Regions from separate parts of the Zea mays genome. Here region 1 is linked to region 2. A link is a contact called in public Hi-C data. All regions are on one chromosome and are shown on one strand. The core of a region is the stretch at or near the end of the contact, and the rest is flanking DNA. Distances in the headings are between cores, read along the strand shown.

The links. Hi-C and Micro-C count contacts between places; a contact is called where the count stands out from the background.
Region 1: a contact with region 2 is called in a Hi-C map of ear, with 3 times the contacts expected there. The contact joins the promoter of LOC100191485 here to the promoter of LOC100191564 in region 2. A contact is called at or near these places in 3 of 25 Hi-C or Micro-C datasets (ear, leaf and tassel).

Annotation. Positions count from the first base shown.
Region 1 is chr7:41,490,396-41,496,945 of Zm-B73-REFERENCE-NAM-5.0, forward strand. It overlaps LOC100191485 (putative RING zinc finger and ankyrin repeat containing protein), which reads right to left and starts at 1,699. Exons shown (of 9, transcript NM_001136917.1): 1 at 1,267-1,699; 2 at 1,048-1,162; 3 at 564-644; 4 at 399-487; 5 at 212-303; 6 at 16-97. The coding sequence starts at 1,368.
Region 2 is chr7:41,732,645-41,739,137 of Zm-B73-REFERENCE-NAM-5.0, forward strand. It overlaps LOC100191564, which reads right to left and starts at 1,329. Exons shown (of 16, transcript NM_001316917.1): 1 at 1,262-1,329; 2 at 967-1,183; 3 at 767-825; 4 at 584-640; 5 at 454-488; 6 at 237-340; 7 at 1-72. The coding sequence starts at 1,151. LOC100285004 reads right to left here. Exons shown (of 3, transcript NM_001291580.2): 3 at 2,227-2,507. The coding sequence ends at 2,485. It overlaps LOC103632284 (a long non-coding RNA gene), which reads left to right and starts at 832. Exons shown (of 2, transcript XR_555798.4): 1 at 832-1,344; 2 at 1,797-2,446.

The DNA of each region.
Region 1 (6,550 bases), core at 449-2,948, 240 kb before region 2:
AGTTCCTATCAGTACCTGTAATTCAGGATATATAGCTATCTCTAACTTAAGAGGCCTGGTTGGAGTTCGCACTTCACGGGGTAAAACAACAGCCCAACTGGGAAAGAGAAGGTAAGGATTAGAACTCAACACACACAGCACAATTATTATCACAACTATGTGCTATATGTATCAAGAATTCAAGATGTGCCAACATAAATTAAAATATTACATTTTTCTTGTCATGAACTGTGGAGCAATTGCATCCAAAAAAGCAGGAGCATAGTTCTCTCTCATCCATCCACAAAAAAGACAAAGCCGTCCCTAAATTAATTGAGTAACAAACATTAAAAAATGAATATGAATAAATTCCCACAAGTATTATAATATAAAAAATAGGATAGCAAAGAAAACTATACCTCTATGGCACGAACAACATTCACATGACCCTTTTCTCTTGCCAATTCGAGGGCAGTATTGCAATCATCGTTTGGTATGAACGGATTAGCTGCACGGATATAGTAATATATGCATCGAATAGAGATCTGATGAATAGAGTGTTTCATATATTATTCATCATATACCTCCATGTGAGAGTAGTAAATGGACAGTCTGCTGAAGTCCTTTCTTGGCAGCATGGTGCAATGCTGTCCCACAGTGTGACCCTGGTAATGGAAAAAGGTAGTGATCAAAACATAATAACGAGCACAGCCTCCTCTTCAATTAAGCATGAGTCCAGGGAAGGTACATATCACTGTCAGCAACTTGGATGGATCACATCAAATGGTTTCATTCATTTGAATGCAGAGTTTGAAAGATGTGTACCGATACAGAATTACATTGATGTGATATGATTTGACAGAACAAATAAAACTCGATCCTATGTTAGAGTGAATGTGGACATAAACCTTGTCTTAGTTGACTGAAATCTACCCTAATTGCCCGTTCGAATGAGAAGTTTACGGGGGTGTTTGGCACTGCTTTACTTTACGAAAATCAACTCAGCTTCATAAATAGGACCAAACTAACAAAGTAAAAGATTGGTAATAAGAATCAAGAGAAGAATACCAGGCCTGTAGGCATTCACATTAGCTCCCAACTCGATCAGCACCTTGGCCACGTCGAACAGATCCGGGCGCATACAGGCAAGCATCAGGGGCGTCTTCCCTTCCTTGTCAATCCACTGCAACCAATCAAGCATTTGTCGCAGCAACAACCGCAGTAGCCCAATCAGTTCACAGAGACATAAAACAAGAGTAAATTTGCCATCCTGGCCGAACGACTGACCTCGAGACCAGCGCCTTGCCCCCGGAGCGTGCGAATCCCGTCGACGTTGCCGTAGTTGACCTGCTGGTACAGCAGTTCCTCTTTGGACTGCTGCAACCCCATCCCGGCTCGCAACGCGCGCCAAAATCGAATGACGGCGGGTTCTCCGAATCAAAATCGCCCAAAATCGAGCTTTCACGACCCAATCAGCGGCGGTTCCCGCGCGCGATCGCGGCAAGGTTGTGCTGCGCGCCCGGGGGATTCGGGGGCTTGGATGAGGTGGCGGTGATTGGGGCTCCGGTGACGGAGCGAGCCCGGAGATCCCCGCCGCATGCAGATGCGGCGAGGGGGGCGGGAGGAGCCCGACGGGTGGTTCCCGAGCAGGTAGGGATTGGATTGGTCGCTGGCAGTGGCAGGAGGGGGCAGATTTTAATGCGCGGTGGTTCGGGTCGGGAAGGAAGGGAAGGGAGAAATGGATGGGAAATTGAAGGCGAGACGAGACTGAGGGCGTGTTCGGTTGGCTGCAAGCCGACACTGTTGCAGCTGTTTGGACTGCTGCAGCTGCAATCCATAGAGAGAAAAATACTGTAGAAGCCGCAGCCGCAGCCGGATTGCAGCCGCAGCAAGCCGCAGCGAACAAGCCGTGAGCTTTTTCCTTCGTGGCGAAGCCAAGGGATTTTGGTCATTCCATTTGGGAGGAACTGGGAAGCCAGGAAGGCAACCACCAAGGGAACGCGGGCGGGCCGGGACCAGGTGACGCTGTCTGGCTTGCTGTTCAAACCTCAAAGCGAGGCAGGGGACGCGCCTTTGCCTTGCAACATTTATTGACTTTACACACGAATTCTCGAAGGATTCTGACTAGAGCGTGCGACTTGCATACTTTATTAAAATGAGATGATTACATTTGGCAGTAGATGCTAGGTAATTGATCGGTTGAAATTTCAAACTGGAAGTTTTTTGGCCTCCTAATGAGTGGGCCCCCAAACTACAGCTTTTTAGTAGAAGAAGCTGGATGTCAACATGTTCGGTTGATTTTAATCGCTATAATATTTTTGGCTCTATAGATTAATCCATAGTAATCTAAATAATAGGTTTTAATCCGAAGCGGATGTGGTGACGTGGCACGCTCGGCCATCAGCATCAAGCCATCAAGTATATACTAGGTCAGTGCCCGTACGTTGTAACGGGGACATATAATATCTCGATAACTTATATATGCACATATGTGTTATATAATTATGAGATAGAGGATGACATATGTGATCTGTCCGGGATGACATCGAAGAGAAACTCGGGCCTATGACGCACGGGCACTCACCTAGTAAAATATGAAGCCAGAACAGAAATCAGTTCCGGGAAGCCCTGCCAAAGGGGCCCTAAGGAATCACACAAAGATTTTGCACAGAATCAGATAGTTTAAAGCAAGTATTAAAGTAGTCTGCAATGTGACAAACAATCCAAGGGACTTCTATTGGTAAGAGGGGTTTGGACGTTTGGTACAATGGAAATTACACAACAATCTCTCCGCTTGCCACAAAATATAAATGTACATGATTTCAGAAGACCCATACAAAGAGACTAAGGGAAAAATGGTGCTTTCATGCCCACCTCAACTCTTATGGAAGGAAAAGGGAAAAGTGGAACACTTGGGACATATCTCTACTACTTATTAATACTGCAATAGTAGTCTGCCTCTGACGTGTTCTGCCTCCGACGCGTTCTGCCAATGGTTATTCTGCCTCCAACGACCGCACCATACAGTCCCGCGCAACAAAATAAACAGTACATACACAGGTTTATGAGCCACGTTCCGTTCCATCTTTCTCAGTGAGCAACATACAATACACAGTTGTGCTTATAAGCCATGTTCTGTCACTCTCAATGGCCGATGTGGCACTAATAAAATAGATGGCATACCTGGCAGCGGTTCGTGCGGCCCAATGATTTTTGTGTGGACCTAAGGCCCATCGTCCTAGCGTGCAGCCCACCGTGCGGCCGACTGCATTCTCGCATTCGACCTAATCACCGTCGACGGCTCTTCCTCCACTGCGCTCAACTCCAGCGGCCTCCCCTCCCTCTCCTCCACCCCACCATCGGACTCCACCTCCTCCCCCACCGCACCGTCGGACTCCACCTCTCCAATGGCGGCCTCCAGCCCACTGCCGTCCTCCAACTCCTCCCCCATCGGCTACCTTCACCCAACCCTCATCTTCATGCGTAGCACAATCGTCCCCAATCCCGGAGATGACCGTCGTTGCCTGAACCAGGCCGGCCACCTATACGCTCATGCCTCTCACGTTTCCGGAGGGTGCAGAGTAGCCGGTCAACTGGTCGAGCTCCCTACGCCTCCTGCGCACGGCCTAAAACTCCCTGCTCTCGCCTGCACGCCTCGCTCTGCTTAGCATCGGAGCGCACGAACGTCGCAGCCATGGTTGCCAGTAGAACCTTGACGGTTGTTGCTGGTTTCCCTACCCCTAGCTCGAGCGCGCATAGCCGATGGGACCTCCACTGTTTCCCCTCCTCAGCGCGCTCCATGCTGAGCTCCGGCAGGCCACAACGGCCGGGTGCCGATCTCCATGGCCGCTGACCACCGGACAGAGGCACAATCCCGTGGACCTCCAACCCTGCCGAGCCCTCTCAGCCTCTTAGGTCCGCACTGAACCGTGCTACAACCGGAGGAATCCTTTCTCGCTCCTCCACCACCGCATGGCGCCACCGAGCGACTGCCGCCGGTCTACATGCGATGAGTCCTGGTGCAGACTAACTTCTCTTTCAATCAGTAGAACCACCCATAATCTCTCGTGCTTTGGATGAGACCTTAATTACCAAGAACTACATGGCACGTGCTAATCGTTCTGTGTAATTACTAATTTACTATAGAAATACTATATAAAACCTCATGCCATAACTTAGGAATATGTTGTGTTTCATTTTTCTTTATTTGTTAGGTTGTATTTGATGTGATGTCAGGCTGCATTTGTTGGGAAACTTTAATGTTCTATACTTCCATTGTTAGTGCTTGTATGCATATGCTATTGTATAAATAGTAGGATTTAATGTCGCCTTCTGAGAGTTAACTAACTTCATTATTGCTCTTAGGGCAACTAAAATGACTGAACATTTATTATATACCAATGACTCATTATTTGTTGTACTGTTTTTTTAACAACACCCTACTCTGTCCATTTAGGGTGCGATTTTCGCAATCGATCATGGAGTGCATCGTGATTTCAAACTGGATGAATTATCCATTGCCTCGCCTATTTGTAGACTGAAGCAGACCAAGGTACTTAATTTATTTTTAGTTATTCCCTGTTTGTAGACTGAAGCAGGCTAAAGCAAAGTATACAAGTATACAGTTAAGTGGGGATGACATATAGTTGTCTAAAAAAACCATCTTGTATTTATTTGAAATTATACAAGAATGATGAATGCATATGCATTTTCGGATCATCATGTTCCCCTGTATTGAGTTAACTCTGGATTTGACTATAAAGGGGATAGCTTATGCTTGGATTTCATGTTGGCTTTACTTTTAGTGCGTGCTACAAACATAACTAAATTGTATTTTGCGCAGGTTGATGGAATTGAATTTCTTGTTGTGAAGCAGGCATGCAAATTTGCAAAAGATCACGATGTCTCAAATGGCCCAATTGTGAGTAACTTCTGAGAGTTAGCTTGTTGTTTAGTATATTTAGTTAAATTCACATACACTGCACTGCACTCAGATACTGGGAAACATAATATATAATTCTAATGTATGGATATTCCATATTCAAAACTCCACATAATATTTTTTAAGATTCCTGTCACTAGATTATTATTGAATTTTTTAGGTGAGCCGCCGCAGCCAAGAGCAAGTGCGGGCATAGGAGCTGCCACTGGGAGCAAGCACGGGGAGGTGCGCAGGTGGCACGCTCACTGCGGCACAGTGGCTAGGTTATCCTAGATCTCCCAACCACGCGGGGTCATCGAATAAGAGTGTTTGCGATTTGGTATGTGTTGGACTGGGCTGCGATTAATAAAAAATTTAAATCCCGCCCATGTGAGAAAAATATATATTTATTTTCTATTTCTATTTTTAATTGTTTTATTTATTGTGTGAAATTCAATAGTTCAGACTGATTAGGGGCAATTGGTAGAACAGGACCCGTGTATTCCTCTCTTTGCAGGTGCTCAACCATGAATCTATGAATCTTGATTAGTACAAGTTCAATCATGTTATTGCGATAGCTACAGTTAGGAAGGAAGCTAAATGTTTTCACTATCTCTATCTAAGCACAACACTCTACATGTGAATTCACGGTCAGGTTTCAAGGTGAGATTTTTTGATTTTATTCAACCGAACTTATTTCCATCATGAGAGCCTTTCCATCACAAAATACATCACTATTCGATGATTAATCTCAATGTAACTTACATGTCTAATTTTGTAGTGGCTTAAATGGCATCCTCATGTACATTTGATAATTCATAGAATCGAAGGATTCTAATGTATGGATGCAGAACGTTGATGCCATTCTAAATACGTTTGCTTGACACATTAACATAGTGACATGACCAAACTATTCTTTAGTTTGTACCGTGTAGCGATGAATTTTCTGTAGTATTTCAATTGTGCCGTGTAGTGATGAGTTTTCTAGGTCCTCTTCCTGTGTCATGGAACTGAAATACCATAATACAGTCTAGCTATCTCAAATTTCTGTGAACTGAAGTGCATGTTCTGTTCTCTGTCATTGTAGAAGGGGAAGAAATGTGGAAGGAAATGTGCAGTAAGTCATGAGGTACCTTATGAAAGTGCTTATGCATAGAAGGTAATAATAACTGGTGTCAATATACTCATGTGATTATATGGAATTGTGAATTTGGGTTTGGGCTCGGTTATAGTCGCCTACCATCTGGTCAGAACTGTTGATCATTGCTAGAATAGAGAAGTAGAAAACATTGAAAGTATTCCTGGTAAGGTCTCTCGGGTCCTAATACTTTGAACATATTACAAACATGTTTCTATTTATTTACAGTGGTCACTAACCTGTTTCTATTTCTGTTTTTATATGTGTTGTCTGTTTTCATGTAAACGTTGTACACTAACATTTTATCTTATCAAATAATTTGTGTCGTTGTAGGCTGTCTACGTTGGAGATGGGAAGAACATTGTGCATTCATGGCTTCACTTTGTATGTGCTTGTCCCAAGGAATTTGAGCCTGATGCAAACATAGTGGAAATCGCCAGGGTTGCTGGAATCGGTAAGATCGAAATAAAAACAGTCCCAGAGAAGCAGTTAAGGGAGCATACGTTGTGTAC
Region 2 (6,493 bases), core at 79-2,578:
GACGCAAACATCTTAGCATCCCTCTCCTCGTAGCCCAGAGATCCAGGCATCCTGTTGCTGCAAGTTCTTGTCCTGCAATTTAAGGAAAGAAGTCCGGTTTCAGTTCAACAGATACACTTATCCTATTCCTTGTAGCGGAAACTTTGGTATTATGGGTGAATTCATTCCCACTTGTGAGCGATTTCAAAAAAATCGGAACTTGTTTGAAGGAGAAGAGAGGGGGAGAGAGAACGTACCCAGCGGAAGAGTAGATGCCAAGCTTAAGCCCCTTGCTGTGAACGTAATCTGCCAGGGCCTTGATTCCGGATGGGAATGTCTTGGGGTTAGCGACCATGTATCCCTGTCAGCAAGTCGATTAGCATTCCTCTTAAACAAACACGTGCTTCAGCAGTGCAAGAATTTAACTGAAAGTAACTGACGACAAGGTCACGTAGCAGCACTCGTACGTACTACCTCTTTGGTTCTCTCGGAATCCGCCCAGCAGTCATCTGCAATAGCCAATAATGATGCCATCTTTCAGTAACACTGGACAACTGAACCGATGCAGCCATAGAGAAATAGAGATAGAGATAGGATGCGATACCTAAGTTGACATACGTGTAGCCAGCCTTTGCAAGTCCGATGGCGACGAGCGCATCAGCTGCGGGGGTTCCCAAAGCAGGTTGACAGCGAATCAATCAATAGCCATATCATCATCAGAAAGAAAAAAACCAACAATGGCGCTGGTGATTTTTCAGATAGGAGCTGGAGGGTACTGGTCTCTGACCGGTGCTCCGGACGACCGCCTCGTTGATGTCGCACTGGAAATGGTTCCAGCTGTTCCACCTGCGAAGCGGCGACAGAACGCAACAAGAGAAGAAGAAAACCCCACGGAAAGGAAGGCTCAGACAAGACAGCCGGGGAGCGGCGGAAGCCACGCATGCGCATGCATCTGAATCCGGAGTGCTGGTTTCGTTCCTCACTCACCCCATCTGCGGCGTCAGCCCGAGCCCGTTGGCGAAGAGGACGCGCCGGCCGCCTCCGCCTGCAGGCAGCGGCGGCCTGGCGTAGTCCGCAGCGTCGAGCGCTGCCACCGCGGCGGCGAGGCAGGCGGCCAGCAGGAGGAGCGCGGCCGTCGTACTCGGACACAGGCTCTGAATCTCGGGCGCCATCCTTGTTGCTTCGGCGCTGCGTCGCGTCCTGCCTGCGTACTCTGTGGGCTTGTCACCATGCCGGTATCCGTATATATGCGTGCGCTGGAGAAGAGGAGAAGGGGGCGTACCAGTGCGCACGCGCTGCAGTCTGTGCGGCAGCGGTACTCCAGCTTGTCTGACGCGTGACGGGCCCGGGGTGTCGGACGTAGCCGTAAGCTTTCAGTTTCCGGTGCATTAACCATCTCCAACTCACCAACAGAATTTTTACAATTGATGGCCTTCGTTTACCGATGATCTTCATTTATTGATAATATCTTTTTCCTTCTTCTTCTTCCCTAACAGATTACCAATATAATTCGAACTTTTAGATAGCAGACTAGAGATAGAATAGGAGACACGATGAGTAATCTGTTATATCAACTATGTTTCTTTGTGTACTCAATCTATTTCGTATTTATAAGACGTTTTGCTTTTTTTTCTTCTGTATGCCTAGATTTTATGTATTTGGATATGCAAAAATAATGCATACAAATCAAGACGTCTTATAATTATGCTTCGTTATGTAGTGTATACCAAATAATATAATTTAAAATGCAGGGGGCGGGGGCACTTTTTAGCATTGAATGAGCTAATCTGTTTGAGATCCTCTTGCATCCATGGCAGGGGAGAGGTGCGCGGGAATCGCTCAATTAAAAGCCGTGACACACGGGCGACAGCTTGTTGTGGACGACAGCTTGTTGTGGGCGCCCTGCATGCGGTGATTTGGTCTGCTTGCCTCCTGCGATTAAAATATGATTTCTCAAATCAAAACAACAGGTATGGCAATTAAAATGCGATTTCGAACGAACCCAAAGTTTCGCCGTGACTGGTTATGAACGGCAAATGTGTTGTCAATGTACAGGCAAAAAAAAAGTAATCTAGCAATACAAGCATACAACCGAATCACACCCCGTCAGTCCGTCACAGTTTTCATCACTTCTGAATGAATGGATGAACGACGGCGTAACTATGGACGCAAGCAACCCTCCAGCCGTATAAATAGATATACCTCTGCTCAACACCCATCATTTTTGGACCGTTGGAGGCAAACAAGTAACCAAAAATAACGCTGGCATAACACGCATGCATTAGATTCGCCACTTAGGACCCATCAACATATTGCTGCAGTGTCTCAGTTCTCAAATCAGTCCCCAGTTCAAGCGTTACAAATTATACAGCTCAGGTTCAAAGGAGGCACACGACATACAAACGTTAAGTCTGACATTTTCATTTCCCCCAGAAGACTGTTTACATAGGTAATGTGGCGAGTAATAGATCAACCATCTTCAGTGTTTTCCCTTGTCTTCACTCTTCAGCGCGCTTCATATTGGACAACTGTACAAGAAACATAACGTTTGGTGAGGCCCACATAGGAACAAAGGTCAAATTCAAAATAGAAATCGAATTCAGAAGTATCAATCTAATAGTCTAATAAAGCATGACATCAAACTTCACACCAAATTCAGCCATCGTCTTATAAGTGGCCAGAATTGTCAACCATGAGCTCTAAATGCGCACTCGATTCAGCTAACGTTTTATGCATCTAGAATTGTCAACCATGAGGTCTCACTCGATTCAGCTACCAATTTTTCAGTGTCTAGAATTGTTCCTGTGTATTGCATGGTGTTTTCCATACTTCTATAGCAACAACAAATGCATCTTGGAAGTTTAATCACCAGGCAATACAGACTGCAATATCTAAAAGAACAAATGCTTGTTTTCATCATTGATATTGAACATGTCCTTTTTGCATTACGGAGTCAACGAAGTCCACAGATGATTAGGTTCAGTTGTATTGTAGTGCAATTATGTCAGCCCCATAGATATCTTTGGAAGTGTCGGTACCCAGAATACGGGGTACCCACTCCTGTTATGTCAAGGTCAGCCCTTGGGGGGCATCATTAAGAAATTCGGGGTACCCACTCCTGTTATGTCAAGGTCAGCCCTTGGGGGCCATCATTAAGAAATTCAAGGCCTGCCGGCCCAGCACAGGTCGCCTCCTGCTCTGGATCGTCGTCTCCATCAAGCCCCATAAAGGGAGGAATCAACAACCTCAACTATAGGTCTAGAATCCTACAAATAGGACCCGAACCTCCTTGTGACCCGATGGATCCCCAGACAAAGGGATCCAGAGGGAACATAATGTCCCGGAGGAGTAGGCACTCTCTGGTTACAGCACCAAGTCTTCGGAACGACTACGGCCATGTAAGACACACCATCCGAACCTCAGGTCAGGTGAGGTCCAGAGCCACCACGTGTCCAAACAAGGGCGGCAGTAGCCCAGGTCCCCTCCCGTACGCCTCGAGCCCATGGTCAGGAAAGACTTGGGAAAAAGTGTCGTCACTTATCTCTAGGTCTGCCTCTCACCCAGGCAGGGGTCCGATGCTAACATGTAGCCAGACGCCCCTAGCGTAAGCCACCAGACGATGCCTAACGAAGGCCTCTGACACGTGGCCTGACAGCATTGATTACAGAAGGGACACATAGTTGCCCACATCAATGGCATGTAGCGTGTCCCTAGCATTAAGAGTATGCGGCGCCTCAGGCCTGTAACGTGCAGATTCTACTTTTACCCGCACTTTACCGAGTCAAGGGCATTGACCCAATACGTCGTTTGGGCGCCCTTCATTATGACTTCCACTTTGCTTCGTGCGTTACCGAGGCATGAAGAGACGGACGGAGAAGACTAGACGACACCGCCCGTTACACCCTACGCGAGCAGCGTATCAAGCTATGCTGCATCCTACATCAAGGCATGTGTTCCGATTAAACGGGACAAGGTAGCAGGATAAGGACACGCCAGAAGATCATGCAGCGCCCAAGAAGGGATATGCGCTCAAGAAGATCTAGCATTGTCAAACTCTATCTAGTTGTTTCCCATTTTATACTGTAAACTCTCCTAGGCCCACCTGTCAGGGCCTGAACTTCCTGTAACGTGCATCCCTTGGAATATAAAAGGAAGAGCACTTGCTCCGTAGCGAAGGGAGGTCAATTCACACACAGACCTTCATCTCCCCAGTTCTCAAGCAATATAACTCGCAGTGGATGTAGGGTATTACGCTCCGGTGGCCTGAACCACTATAAACCCTTGTGTTCTTGCGTTCATCTAGAAGGTCAGACAATCACGTAAACCTACTCCTCATCCAAGGATTAGGGCAGGTGCAATCTGCCACCCGGCCGGAGGATTCTCCCCTCCGACATTTGGCGTGCCAGGTAGGGGGCAGGAAACCAGAGCATGGCCCTCCGATTGAGATGACATCTCACTCGCCTTCCGGCAAGCTCAGCCAGAGCGAGGTCGCCGACGTTTGGCACAAGGCAGAAAAGCGACGCCTCAAACGACTCGCCATTGATCTCAAGCAGCGTTTTAGCAGGTGCGTTGCTGCCATCAAGCAAGGGGCAACAGAGGCCACACCTATGGCGTTTGAGGCTGCTCCCATCAGCACCCCGCCAAGCTCCACCGCGCTTGAGGTTGCCGTCGTCGACCCCAGCCGCTCACAGTGGCATTCAAGATGGCCACCGTAGGCCAGCAGCCAAGCACCAAAGGGGAATCCCCCTCCAGTCGGCCACTGTGTTCCATGGTACGTGGAGTTGTCCCTCCCCCACCAAGGGGTGACTCCTACCTACCAATGGGTTCCAGGAAGCCATGACAACAAGGGCTACGTCGTTGTTAACATGGTTTCCTCACTGGAATCCAATGGTAGGGTGCCATGGGGCGCAATAGAGGTCGCATGGCATGCTATGCCGACTTACGCCCAGCCCCTAGCGGACGAAGCGGTCCTCGTTGCTAGCCTCCGCTCGAGCACCATGGCGTGCTCAGGCTCCAACCGTACCAGCAGAACCCAGCAAGCAAGCCAGTAAAGGATGCGCCTTCGCCAACCTCATCAGGGCAGAGGAGGCAAGTTGGCTGGGGCCTTACAAGGGCGAGGCCGAGAGCCATCGCGGGCTCGCGCTGGCATCGCCCTCAACCAAGCCTGGTTCGCACCCTTGGAACTGTCGTCGGTCGAGGTGGTCCTCTCTTGAGACTCAAAACTCGTACCGGTGGTGTTTCAAGGGCAAGGCAACGCCAAGACCTGCGCAGTCCACTACGACAACCTATTGCCAGGCTCTGCTCCACCAAGGCCCAGCTCGACGGTCACAGCACGAGGCCATGGCGCTGGGGCCTCGGGGTAGGTTGTATCGGCTAGTAGCCTCAAGCTCATGGTGTTCAGTGCAGCAACGAGCTACCGCTCACCCTTCGAGCCTGAAGGACGACAGCATGGCTACACCAACCTCGCCATGACGAGGTAGTCTGCCGACCATGGGAAACCCTCATGAAGGCTAACCATGTGCACCAGTAGGGGTCAAGGCGGGCGCTGAGACCCAACCCGTCGGCCTCAAGCCTATGACGCTCGGGACACGCTGAGTCAAGCTGGAAGGCTCGGCTGCATGGCATTCAGAGTAGTTGTTGACTCCACCCTAAGCATCGCCTTTGGACATCGCCGAGGAGCAAGAGGCTGCTGGTTGCCCTTCGGGTCAGGAGGGAGATAGCACCTACGAAGGGGCAGAAGGGAGCGCCAACCACCTCTCCGCCCTCGGCAGCCAAGCGACCGTCGCCTAACCTCATCCTCGAGCATCGCCAAGGCCCGACACGTCGGTTACGGCACAATTTCATGGCGTTCGGGGTAATACTATGCAAACCAGCAGCTCAGGACCCATGGGTCCGAGATAGCCGTCGTCGGCACCCATCATGCCCGCCTACGGAGGGAGTAGTACCGAGACAGGGCAAAAAAAGGTATCATGCCAACGGCGGCTACAACGGCATCAACCTCGCACGACAAAGACAACCCGTCGGCCGTGGAAGACCCTCACAGGGACATCCCATGCTTCGAAGGGGTTCAACACCAGCACCAAGACCCAAGTCGTCTACCACAAGCTCCATGGCGTTCAAGGTAGCGGAATGGGACACTGTTTACCCTCCGAGTCAGAAGCACAACGAAGCTCAGGAGATTTAGGTCAACCTCGCACCTTCCATCTGTAAGATAGCATGAGAACAAACTCTTCCTTTGTAATAGGATAGCATTTATCTGTAATCCAGTCTGGTAGGATCCGCTCATGTAAACCCGACCTCTAGCGCCATCTGTGGTCCAGTCCGATAAGGGCTTCCCTCTTGTAAACCCGACCTTTGATATACAAATTTCTGGTGTCCAGTTATGAAGAAGAATATGTTCTCATCCATCAGTTTCTTTCCCTTTTATAAAACTTTGTGCCCCTAAGAATCCATGCTTTTGTTGTAAGTCAAGAAAACTGAATTATGTAGTTTGCCTTGCACTTAGTTTGAAGTC